Regions from separate parts of the Rattus norvegicus genome. Here region 1 is linked to region 2. The links are chromatin contacts, called in public Hi-C maps. All regions are on one chromosome and are shown on one strand. Each heading gives the region's core, a stretch centred on a gene start, on an enhancer-like site or on the middle of the called end of the contact. The rest is flanking DNA. Distances are from core to core; before and after follow the strand shown.

Region 1 (5,540 bases), core at 2,840-5,339, 38 kb after region 2:
CCCTCCCAGCTGACAGAAGAGTTTGACGGTTCCCTGGATTACAACCACGAGGAGTGGATTGAGTTGCGCCTCTCCCTGGAGGAGTTCTTCAACAGTGCGGTCCACCTGCTCTCACGCCTCGAGGACCTGCAGGAGATGCTGGCCCGGAAGGAGTTCCCTGTGGATGTGGAGGGCTCTCGGAGGCTTATCGACGAGCACACACAACTTAAGAAAAAGGTGCTGAAGGCCCCCGTGGAAGAGCTGGACCGGGAGGGGCAGCGGCTACTGCAGTGTATCCGCTGCAGTGATGGCTTCTCAGGGCGCAACTGCATCCCAGGAAGTGCCGACTTCCAGAGCCTTGTACCCAAGATCACCAGCCTCCTGGACAAGCTGCATTCCACCCGACAACACCTGCACCAGATGTGGCACGTCCGAAAGCTCAAGCTGGATCAGTGCTTCCAGCTGCGGCTCTTCGAGCAGGATGCCGAGAAGGTAGGAGGGGCACAGCTTTACGGGGAAACCATCGGGGGTTGTTGATCCAAATCTCTGATGGAAGAGATTTGGTGGAAACCCTTTTGAAAAGATGCCCATTGGTTTCACAGTTCCAGCTAGTTTAAACTTACCTCGATCTCATACTTGGCCATTGACCACTGATAATTAAAATTTGCCCTTACATTGTAGTTATGGTAAGCCAGGCTCTGTTCTTAGGGATGTATATAAGATTAACTCGCTTCAACCCTCTTCAGAGTCCTAAGAGGTAAGTGGGCTACGATGGTTCCCTTTTATGGGTGGAATAGCTAAGCTAGGCAGTGTAATCTGGTGCAGTCGATGTTCACATGGGTGCTGTTAGACAACGCCCCCTGCCTGTGGTGGGCAAGGAGACTGAGCTGCCCAGCCAAAACAGCAGTAATGCTACCAACCATCATTGTTTCCGTAGTAGACTTTCCTTTCAGTGAGTATTTCAAGAAAAGATTCCTGCTTGTTCCGTGGAGCCCTTCGGTCCCGTGAGGCATGTGATGGTGTCTGTCTGGACACAAAGCTGACCTGTGGAGCCAGTCTTCTGTTTCTAAGCTCCAGGCTCTCCGTGCTGTAACACATCTTTTTCAGGCACTTTTTTTTTTTTGCAAAGAAGATGCCATTTTCACAATAGTACAGTTTCAAAGCTTTTCCTTTGTCATGGAAAAGTCAGATATGGGAATGAAAAATGAAAGAATAAAGGCTTCTGGAGTCTCTTTGCTGAGAACACAAAGAAGTATCTTCTCTCCGTTCTCTTTAAGCTGAAGTGGAGCTTTAAAAAGGGTTGCTACCAAGTGTCCTTCAAGAAAAAGGGACACAAGCTCCTTCCCTCTTACTAGTTTTCTAGGTGTAACTTTAACCTAAATACATGGTGTTCTTAGTAATACTGTGGCCTCCCTTGGGACCCTGTACATTTTAGTGTCTGACACAGGTTTGTAAGAGCCTATATTACTGCCTGAACTTGGGAGATAAAAGGGCTTACCTTCCAAGTTTGAAGACTTGAGCTTGATTTCCAGAACTTACATAAAATATCAGGCAGGGTGGCACATGCTGCAGTCTCAGCTCCAGGGACATACAGACAGGTAAGATCCCTGAATTTGAGTGACTACACAGCCTCATCTAATAAGCAATGAGAGACCAAGTATCAAAAGACAAGAAGGACAGCTTAGCTCTTTAGGAACAACACTTAAGGTTTGACCACTCTGCCCTAAATAGTACATCACACACACACACACACACACACACACACACACACACACACACACACACACACACACATTTAAACTTGTGGTTGGTTTTAATTTTGATGGATATTTTGATCTTTCATGATCACAAGAAAATCAATCCATATAGTTTGGAAGTCATTCATATCCATTTCTACAGTAAACTTTGGTTCTCTCTTGAGTCATGCAAAAGTGTTTCTCTGACCCTCTCCAGTCCTCTGCCACTGGGACTGATCCCTCCTGTCTTGCCTAGATCACAGAATCCATGTACCACCATGCCTTGAGTGACAAGAAGTCAGGCCAGGAGCCAGCTCCTGGTAAAGCCAGAAACAGATACTTAGTTAAGTGCTGGGGAGGTTTGAAACCTTTCTACCCGAGATCTCCTATGCTCCTGGGTGGTTATGTCAGGGAGCTGGAGATAGGACAGGATGAGAGAACTCACATCTGCCTAGGTTTGTTTTGGATTTTAGAACTCTTCAGGAAATCACTGTAGCTCAAAGCTATGGAAGGCTTTCCCAGAACACCAGCAACGTCCACCTCAAAGACAAAATAATACACATTGGCTTCTGAAGTTCTCAGGTAGGGGAGGCTGCCCTTGGAGAGTCAGCTGCAGTCCCTTTGACTCACCAGTGCTTGTTGTCCCGCACAGGGCCTCCCAGTGCATACTCCCAAGAACTGCATAATAGTATTCCTGGGTAAAAAGGACTCAGATCAGCTTGCCCAGGATCGCACTGCTGGTTAAACAGGGTCAGTATCTTAGTTGGCCTTCACAGCTTACCCGAGTTCTCCAGCAACTCTACTGTCTGTCTATCCTCAGGGATCTCCCCATGCTAACAATGAATACCACTGGTTAGTCAGTTGGCTAATACATTGACATTCTGAATAAGGTCTCTAGTTCCACTTTCTTGTTTGTGTGTATTCGTGTGCATGTGCGTGTGCATGTACATGTGTGTGTGTATGTGCGCGCGTGTGCGCACACGTGATACAGCTATGTGCATGTACCTTTGCCTGTGTGTGGTTGTGCAACCCTGTGCATACACACAAAGGCCAGAGGAAAATATCAAGTGTCTAGCAATATGGTCTTTCCCTTTTCCTTTGAGACAGGTTCTCTGACTAGGCTGTTAGCCTGGAAGTCTCAAGGATCCCCTGTCTCTGCTCCCTGTAGCTCTCAGGTTACAGGCATGAACATGGCCACATCTGGCTTTTCACACAGGCATGGGACCTGAACTGGGGACCTCATCCTTCTGCAGCAAAGGCTCTTACCCACTGAGTCATCACTTTTGTTCCCCAAGTCACACCTTCTAATGAACACTCCTCAGCTCTTCCTCCTCCACGGACCTCTGCTCTGGTGAAACAATGGACTCATCACAGTACTATTTTTAAATATGGGAAAAAATTACATAGGCTCATAAAGCAAATAAAATACACTATTAACTTACTAAAAAAAACTATGTATTTATTAATGTGACAAACACAAGATCTACTTGAAGCCCGGGAGCCACCCTGACTTGGAGACATAATAAACATGGATAGCATTTTAGAACATATCCTACCTAGTGTGATACGGAAATGCTCACGTTGCTGCTGGTAGCCAAGAAACTGTTTCATTGACTCTGGATAGTTAGTTTTCTGTGTTCATAACGGAAAGGGTTGCTGTGTTTCAGCCAGACATTAGCGGGAACAAAGGTGTTCCCCCATTTAAGTACACTATCACTGAACTTAAATCCATGAAGTCGGTTTCGAACCTGTCTTCTGAGGTGTATACACACACCTTAGATAGAGAAAGAAGGGGGCTGGAGAGGGGAAGCAAGGATTAAGAGCCTGAGCTGTTCTTTCAGAGGATTCAGGTTTGATTCCAGCATCCACGTGAGAAATCATAGCTGTTCGTCAGTTCATTTCCAGCGGATCCAACATCCTCTTCTGATCTCTGGGCACCGAACACACCCAACACACATACGTACACACGCGGGCCAAACACTCCTACACATACAGCAAATCACACTTAAAAGAGAAAGAAGTGTACTTGTGCATGTATATGAACGCACATTTGTGTATTGTGTAGGGGTAGTCAGAGAAAGAGAATATTAAAAACAGAATTGAGGTGGGGGAGGGGTGGCCACTTTGAGTCGGTGATGAGGCACTGCTCGAACTTTGACTCAGCCACCACAAAAAAACCGTGCTGGCTGTGGAGCCGGGAGAACAACAGTGCTTTAGAGCTGCGTCCAGATGAACTGAGAAGATCCACGTGGAGCTAAGCGCCTCAGCCTTTGACTTATTTGGTGCTTTTTGACAGAGGTCAGAAGGGTGATGGTTTGGAGGAAGGGCTGTGTGCCCATCCACATCTAAACAAGGGCACAGGAAATAGTTCCTGTACGGGTTGTACCTCAGCCTCCCAGCAGGGCGGGCGCAGGGCAGTGAAGCCTCTCCAGATCTGGGAAGCTTTTGGCACTCGGTTAAGTTCACTGACCACTCCGTTCCTATTTTTGGAACAGGGGTGGGGACAGAGTCTCTCCTCTGGCCTTGTGAGGTGGCCACTTGCCCTCGAGGCATGGATAATAGGCTGGCGGCTCTCCACTCCCCAACCCTCCTTAGAGAATGAAGCAGTCTCCTACCACCTTTCCTGACCCATGTGACAGCCCCCTGTATTAAAAGTCTTAGAGGAAAAGGGGGAGGGTTCTACCCTATGGGTGTCACCAAGCATCCCCTCTCCTTTTCCATTTATAATATTATGAGTGCAGAGAAATGGTCCTGAGCATGAATGAGTTACTTTGGTAAAGATGTATAGGCTGGAATTTCCACCCCCACGTAACCTACTAGCCAATAAACAAAACAGATATATCAGCACCTGCTCCTTTGCATGTCCAAACAGATTTGAGGCTTAGTTGATCTGTGACAAAGCACGTATGTAAGGTATAGTCTGATGAAATAGATGTGAGGAGACACTTTGAAGCCATGACCATGCATGCTCAGTAGCTAAATCAGAAGTTCTTAACCTCTGGGTCTCGACCCTCTAGGGGTTGAATGAGTCTTTCACGGAGGTTACCTAAGACTGCCAGAAAACACAGATATGTAAATTATGGTTCATAGCGGTGGCAAAATGACACTTGTGAAGTAGCAGCAAAAATAATTTTATGGTTGGGGTCACCACTTGAGGAGCTGTATAACAGGATGGGAGCCTTAGGAAGGATGAGAGCCACTGCTTTAAACACCCCCTCCCTTTACTCTTATTTAATGTCTGCTGTGGCCTGAACTGCCCTGGGCATAACTGCTGTGTTTGGGAGTTCCCAGGGAGGAGAGAACATCAGAACTCAGGAGTGATGGAGAGGCCTTAATAAGAAAGCTGGGAGTGTTGGGTAATTCCGAGATGATTTAACTAGCCTGCGATGCTGAGAGATGAACCACTCTGCCTCAGCCCAGCACCCTCTGGTCTGTAACTAATGGACCCACACATCACTGTGTTCACAGAACAACACAGACCCACTTGCTACTTGTTATGCTGGCACAGATTATGGTACTCTATACAGCTTTGCTTTTAGACACATGTGGCCCTGGCTACTGTGGGTCCCATGTGGCGAAAATGTATGCCACATGACCATAGCCTATAACCCAAGAGAAGGGTGGGCCTCTTCCTGAGGTGGGCTGTGTGTAGAATCAAAAGTCAGTAGCCATGTTCATGACTTACAGAAGGGAAAAGGGTGTATGCTTTACAGTGACGGCTCTTCTCTGGATATTGCTTCCTCAGAGCCTTGGGTAATATTTAACATGTGAGACCTGGAAGGGAATCTTAAATCAAAGGCCTACCTCCCACACACTATAAGAAGC
Region 2 (6,051 bases), core at 2,703-5,202:
AGCTACTCTCTACTACTCTACATCATAAATTGTGTGTCAACTTCTGAAGAGACTTAATTGCCGAACAAAAGGTTCACTGCATCAGGGGAACATAAATGAGAAGAAAGAAATGAAATAGTCTGGCACTGGAGTGTGACTGGGGTTGGATTATGATCTCTGACCTTGGGTCCTGGCGTTTTGTGACACATCTCTTCTCTTCCTTGGTTGGTTGTGCACAGGGCATGAAATTTCCCCTTCCCTGGGCCAGTGAGCTAATTCCTGGACTGTTGGTAAAATTCACGTGATGCTGAGAGCCTGAGAGATGGAGCCTACCCAGCATGCCACTCTTCTTTGTAGATTACAGACTTGGCCTCACAGCATGTGGGTTGTAGTTCGTGGTCCCTGGCTCTATTGTACTGAGCTGATAGCACTGCTTGTCTTATGAGCTCCATCGTGTGATGTCTTGATGATAATACACAAAGAGGCCCCCAGTTACAACCCCAAGGCTATGAGTGTGGGCAGTTCCCTTTCAGAGTTCTGTATGGCACTGGATTAATTGCCAGGGTTACAGTGGTCCAGCCTGAGGTCTCCTGTATGGGTGAAAGTTGGTTCTCCCTTCCTGTGCTCCTCATACTGGGCTGGGTTGGCATATGCTTCTGGGACTACAGTTTCTCTAGATGAACCTTTCTTATCCGGTTTTGGGGAACTCTGGTGTCTGCCTCCACCCCTCTGATAGGAACTTGGTTAGACCCAGGAAAGTACTTTACAGTCACGAAGCAAGACTTAAACAATCAGACGGAGAACGTGCACTTTCTTAGGAGATTGAGGCCTGATGGTGATGTGAGAACGGGCATGGGTTTCGGTTCTCATGATCGACTTGGCCTCTGGCTAACAGATTCTTGGTTATTTTCACATTTGTAGGATGAAATCTAGCAGCTTATCCGCAAGAAGCTGTCATTCAGAGTTCTGTAAACTACTTTATCTGAACTAACTCACTGTATCCCATGCAATCTGTGTGTGACACTGCTAGGCACTAGAGGTCCAAATGTGCTTTAAAACATCCTGCCATTTTGAAGTTGCTCAGCCACCGCAGGGCTGCCTGTGTTGTCACTGGGGCATGGAGTTTTGTGCTCAGTGGGAGTGATGTGAACTGTTCTCTCCTGAAAAGGGCCAAGAAAAGAGAAGAAGGTTTTAACTCCATCACAATGGGGACTCTCCCTGTGTTAGGCTGGACTGCAGACCTGCATGAGCCTAGACGATGGATCTGGGAGGCTGAGGTGGGGTCTTGTGGCCTAGCTGATATGTAGCTGACATCTTTATTTTCTTTCTGTTTGGTTGTCCTACAGGATCTTTTCGGAATGATGGTTTGAAAGCTTCTGATGTCCTTCCTATCCTAAAGGAGAAAGTGGCCTTTGTGTCTGGTGAGTATGCATCTTTATAGTAGACCCAAAAAAGGGTGTGTGTCTGTGTGTGTGTGTGTGTGTGTGTGTGTGTGTGTCTGTGTAGTCTGTGTGTATCTGTGTGTGTGTGTCTGTATGTGTGCCTGTGTGGTATGTCTGTGTCTGTGTGTATGTCCATGTGTGTGTCTATGTGTGTGTATGTCTGTGTCTGTGTGTATCTGTGTATGTGTCTGTATGTGTGCCTATGTGGTGTGTCTGTGTCTGTATGTGTGCCTGTGTGGTGTGTCTGTGTTTGTGTGTGTGTCCGTGTGTGTGTCTATGTGTATGTATGTCTGTGTCTGTGTGTGTGTCTGTGTAGTCTGTGTGTGTGTCTGTATGTGTGCCTATGTGGTGTGTCTGTGTTTGTGTGTGTGTCCGTGTATATGTGTGTCTGTGTATGTATATCTGTGTCTGTGTCTGTGTGTGTATATGTCTGTGTGTGTATGTGTGTGTCTGTGTGTGTGTCTGTGTGTGTGTCTGTTTGTGTCTGTGTGTGTCCGTGCATGGGTGTCTGTGTGTCTATGTCTGTGTTTCTGCGTGTGTGTGTCTGTGTGTATGTATGTCTGTGTGTGTGTCTGTTTGTGTTTGTGTGTGTGTCTGTGTCTGTGTGTGTGTGTCTGTTTGTGTCTGTGTGTGTGTCCGTGCGTGGGTGTCTGTGTGTCTGTGTCTGTGTTTCTGCGTGTGCGTGTATGTGTCTGTGTGTTCACTCACTGTCCTTTATGAGAGGAGACACGTTAGCAGTTAGGTTCGTAGTGGCTGCTTCATCCCTCCAGTGACAGGCAGAGGAAAGGGGACCCTGACCTTACCTGGAGACTCCGGAGGACACTTGCAGCAATAGGCAGGTCCAGACACAGCTCACAACCCTGCAGCCTGACTTGCTCTCTCTGGGGGGGCCACCGGGGCACCCTGAGAGGTTCCAGTAGGAGGAGTGTATCTACCTCACGTGTTCCCCAGGGTTTCATGTTGTTTCTTAGTGGGTCCACAAACAGGAGGGGGTTTTGTTGTTTGTTTGTTTTGTTGTGGTTGTTGTTTGTGGGCATTGTTTGGTTTTGTTGTTGTTGCTTGGTTTGGATTCTCGTTTGCTTTCTTAGCAAATGGAAACAAAAGTGTCTGTATTCTCAAGTTTTGTTCCTGGTTTGTTTTATTTGTTTTGTGAACTCCCAAATATTTATTCCTCATGGCACTCCCAGCCTATCCTATGCACCTGGGCCTCTCGACATCTCATTTGGTATTAGGGATCTTCAGCCTTCTGGCCAGCTACACTTCTTGTAAACAGTTCACTTGGACCCAGCCACACATGCTTTATTAGGTAGAGTGTATATTTCCCATGATGTCACACACTTGGTGACTGAATTGGATTCCTTCTTGGTCAGAACTTGGCAGATCCTGATCCTGGGCTGGGTGCTGACAGTAGGAGCTATACAGAGAGTAACTATGGTGTACACCTTGTAGACAGAGCCTTTGTTTCTTAGGTTTTTTGGTCTGAATGACTAGCCGTGGAGCCATGGGCTGTGAGTGAGCTTGCTTCCGTAGTAGGGTAACTCACTCCATAGGCCCTGCTGGCTCAGCTCATGTACAGCAACTACCACAGAAGGAAAGGAGAGGAGGGGAGGTCCTCTGTAGGAAGGGAAACCATATTTGAGCTGTCTCTGCCTTACCAGAGAAGGGAGAACAGCAAGTCTGTGTGGCATGGGAGGTGAGGCAGACATGTGCTAGGTACACAGGAACCTTTGTAAGATACTGTGTGTATTCTGTAACAGTGGGTGGACTGGTATTCTCTCGCAATTGTTGCTGTTGAAACAACTGAGATCCAGAGGCTGCCTTGCCCTGTTTGTGTCATGGGGTGAGCCCTTCGTCACTAAAGATTTAGAGGCATAGTAGAACAGCCTTGCGGTGTGATTCTAGCACAGAGGCATGTATGTGACAAAGTAAACTAGGATTTGCAGTGCCTACTGAACTCTGAAAAGACCCCGTAGGGACGTCCTGGTGGCCTCTGTGCATCCATTTGCCTTGGGCCCCACAGTCTTGATCCCTAGAACAGGTTTACAGTCCACTTCCTTCTGTTGTATGGCCCTTTGTTAAGATGGCGGTGTCAGTGTCATTCCTATCCCTTGGATGTCCTGCTGATGCCTCTGTTAATCTCATGACAGATGTTTTCCTTCCCAATCTTTCTCATACCTGCCAGCTTGAGCCTCTCCTCTCCTTCACAAGCTATATTCCACTCCCCCTCCTCCAGAAGCTCTTTTAGACCTAGCCTATCTTTTCTGACACCATCTTGTTCTGCATCCATTCAGGGACTATGAAGACAGATATAATATGTTCTGATATGGGGACCCTTGTTTCATTGTTAGTGGCTTGCTTTCCTATGTAGGTCAATTGGATGTGAATGGGGACAAGTCAGGCCTAGGACAGAGGTAGGGCATTGACCTTATTGAACTCATGGAGGTCGTTTGCCAGAAAGGCAGTCAGGGATAAGGAAGGTAGGAACTGGCAGTGTGCCGCTCACTGCTATACTCTGGAATGAGCCAAGCCTGACTCATCTATGCTTGCCCGGTCAGGAGCTTCTAAGCTTAGGGAACATTGCCCTCAGTGCCTGGGAAGGACACTGAAGGTGATTGGGAGATAATGATTGACTACATTCCAAGAAAGAAAGCAGAAACTGATTTCCCTATTCTATACACGCCGAGTCAGGAAACACAACACAAAAATAGAATCAAGCAGAGAAATCCTGAGTTAAATAATGCAGTGTGGCAGACACATTTCATTCTGAGAGCAAAGCCAGGAGCATGGTAGGCAGAGAAACGGACCATTTGCTGCACCCGCCCTCCTCTGCCAGCATCTTGCCTCTGCCCAGGTAAAATAAAGCATGTTACCATGACAACGGACATCTGGAATAGTCTGGGACAGCCCAACCACTTCTGCAGGCGGGCATGTGGGTGTGTGACAGTGGCTGTTTCTGTCCCTTGGTGCCTCTGTTGTCTTAGTCCTGCTCCATTGTGTTCTATGGTTCGCAGCCCCGGGGTTCTGGCCTCCCACTCACAGCACCCCATCCCTTCTTTCTGCCTAGCCCTCCTACATGGGACCCACTATATCCCTAGGATCCTCACACGCTTACACCCTGCCTCTGGCCACCTTCTGGTGATACCTCGATGCTACTGGGGACAACCTTTTGTACTCTGGGCCTCAGGGTTTCAGAGTATGTTCCTTAGATGATCTTTGAAACTGAGGAGAGAAGTTTGGGGATGGCTGAATCTTAAAGTCCTCCCACCCTCGACTTGGACCATCCATCAAAGCATGTTAACATTTAACTCTGTAAAAATCCTACAATAACCAACTTTCTCTAGTCTAACGTGGCATTTCCAACTACAAAATAACCTTATTCCCTTTGAGGGGGGAAAAAAAAAACTCCTGTGAATCCGTTAAAACCGTGCAGAGAGCTGTGCTATTGTTATGTGAATCCAACTTTCCGTACGCTTCCTGAGATCTGTCTCCCTCCTACGCCACATCCATCTGCTGCCCGAACTGGAGCTTGCTGCCTCCCGAGAGTGTGAGGCCTCCCTACTTTTAGTCAATGAAACATCAACGTCTCTCACTTTGGGCCTTCCTCCTTCCTCAGCCCTTGCTTTCCTGTCTACACAGAAGGAGAGCGGTTGGCATTTCTAGAAGGCACAACCCCCTCCCATTCCCCACATCCTTATCCTGTAGCTCCTACCACCGAAGCCTTGCACAGGTAGCTAAAGGCCGAGAACTTGCTGCACAAGTCGTTGGTTCTATTAAAGACGTGCATCTGTGATGCTTGTAATATGTCCGTGTTTCCTCTCTCATATGTTCAGCAACCTTGGGGTGCCATGCTCCATCTCTGCTGATCTCCTCAGGCCAATAGTGTGTTGGTTATTATCAGTGATCCGCCTTAGTGGATAGTCAGCCTCTGGACACCAGGGTCTTAAGTCTGTTTCTCCTGTGGTCAGCCATGATTTTGACCTCTGATATATCATCTGTAGCCTTGTTCTCCTGCCTTTGACATGTTTGGTTGACAGGATAGATGGCAGAGGGCCCATCCTCTTGGGATCGCCTGGTGTAGCAGAGCAGACCTCACCCTCCCCTGCTCCTCCTAGGCACATTCTTCCCCAGATCTACTCTGCCATCACAGAATGGGGCCCGGACAGACGCTGTCTCTCAGCATCTATCTTTGAAGCCCTTTTTGTCCCCATTCCTATGGAATGGTTTCTACTGGCAATGGTTGTGTGGCCTTGACCTCATTAGCCTACCTTGGCCTTGACAGGTGGTGTCGGTCTCTCATTTTGCTCTGAGGCAGGCTGAGCTAGCCTCCTCCGTGACTTTATTTTCTTCTCCCTCCTGGGTTCTGCAACGTGCCTTAGAAAGACTATCATCTGAGTGCTGGGTCCTTCGTCTTGTACCCTGTGAGGCCTCATGCCATCCATTGACCCGGCTTCCCAGCGTAATGCTGCTCTTCCTCTGCACTTCCTCCTCTTCTTTACTCTGGGATTTTGTTTTCCATTCTGAAAAAGACAAGTTCGACGCCGCCTCCCTTTCTGGCCTCTTGATCCACACAAGAGAGACACCTTTGGAGACAAAAGAGGCAATTTCCCACCTTTGAAGGCTCCTTACATAC

What was found. Hi-C and Micro-C count contacts between places; a contact is called where the count stands out from the background.
Region 1: a Hi-C map of kidney shows a contact between it and region 2, with 2.4 times the contacts expected there. The contact joins two enhancer-like sites. A contact is called at or near these places in 5 of 12 Hi-C or Micro-C datasets (frontal cortex, kidney, liver and 1 more).

What each region holds. Positions count from the first base shown.
Region 1 is chr11:79,917,887-79,923,426 of GRCr8, forward strand. Kalrn (kalirin, RhoGEF kinase) reads left to right here. Exons shown (of 60, transcript NM_032062.2): 5 at 1-471. Among named protein-coding and RNA genes, the nearest start is that of Kalrn, 160 kb to the left of the region's middle. Within about 2 kb of position 4,090, at least 22 of the 93 cell types and tissues checked have an H3K27ac peak or open chromatin away from gene starts, as enhancers often do. A contact at or near this core is called in kidney, where this site is marked.
Region 2 is chr11:79,879,774-79,885,824 of GRCr8, forward strand. Kalrn (kalirin, RhoGEF kinase) reads left to right here. Exons shown (of 60, transcript NM_032062.2): 2 at 1,326-1,400. Among named protein-coding and RNA genes, the nearest start is that of Kalrn, 120 kb to the left of the region's middle. Within about 2 kb of position 3,953, at least 23 of the 93 cell types and tissues checked have an H3K27ac peak or open chromatin away from gene starts, as enhancers often do. A contact at or near this core is called in kidney, where this site is marked.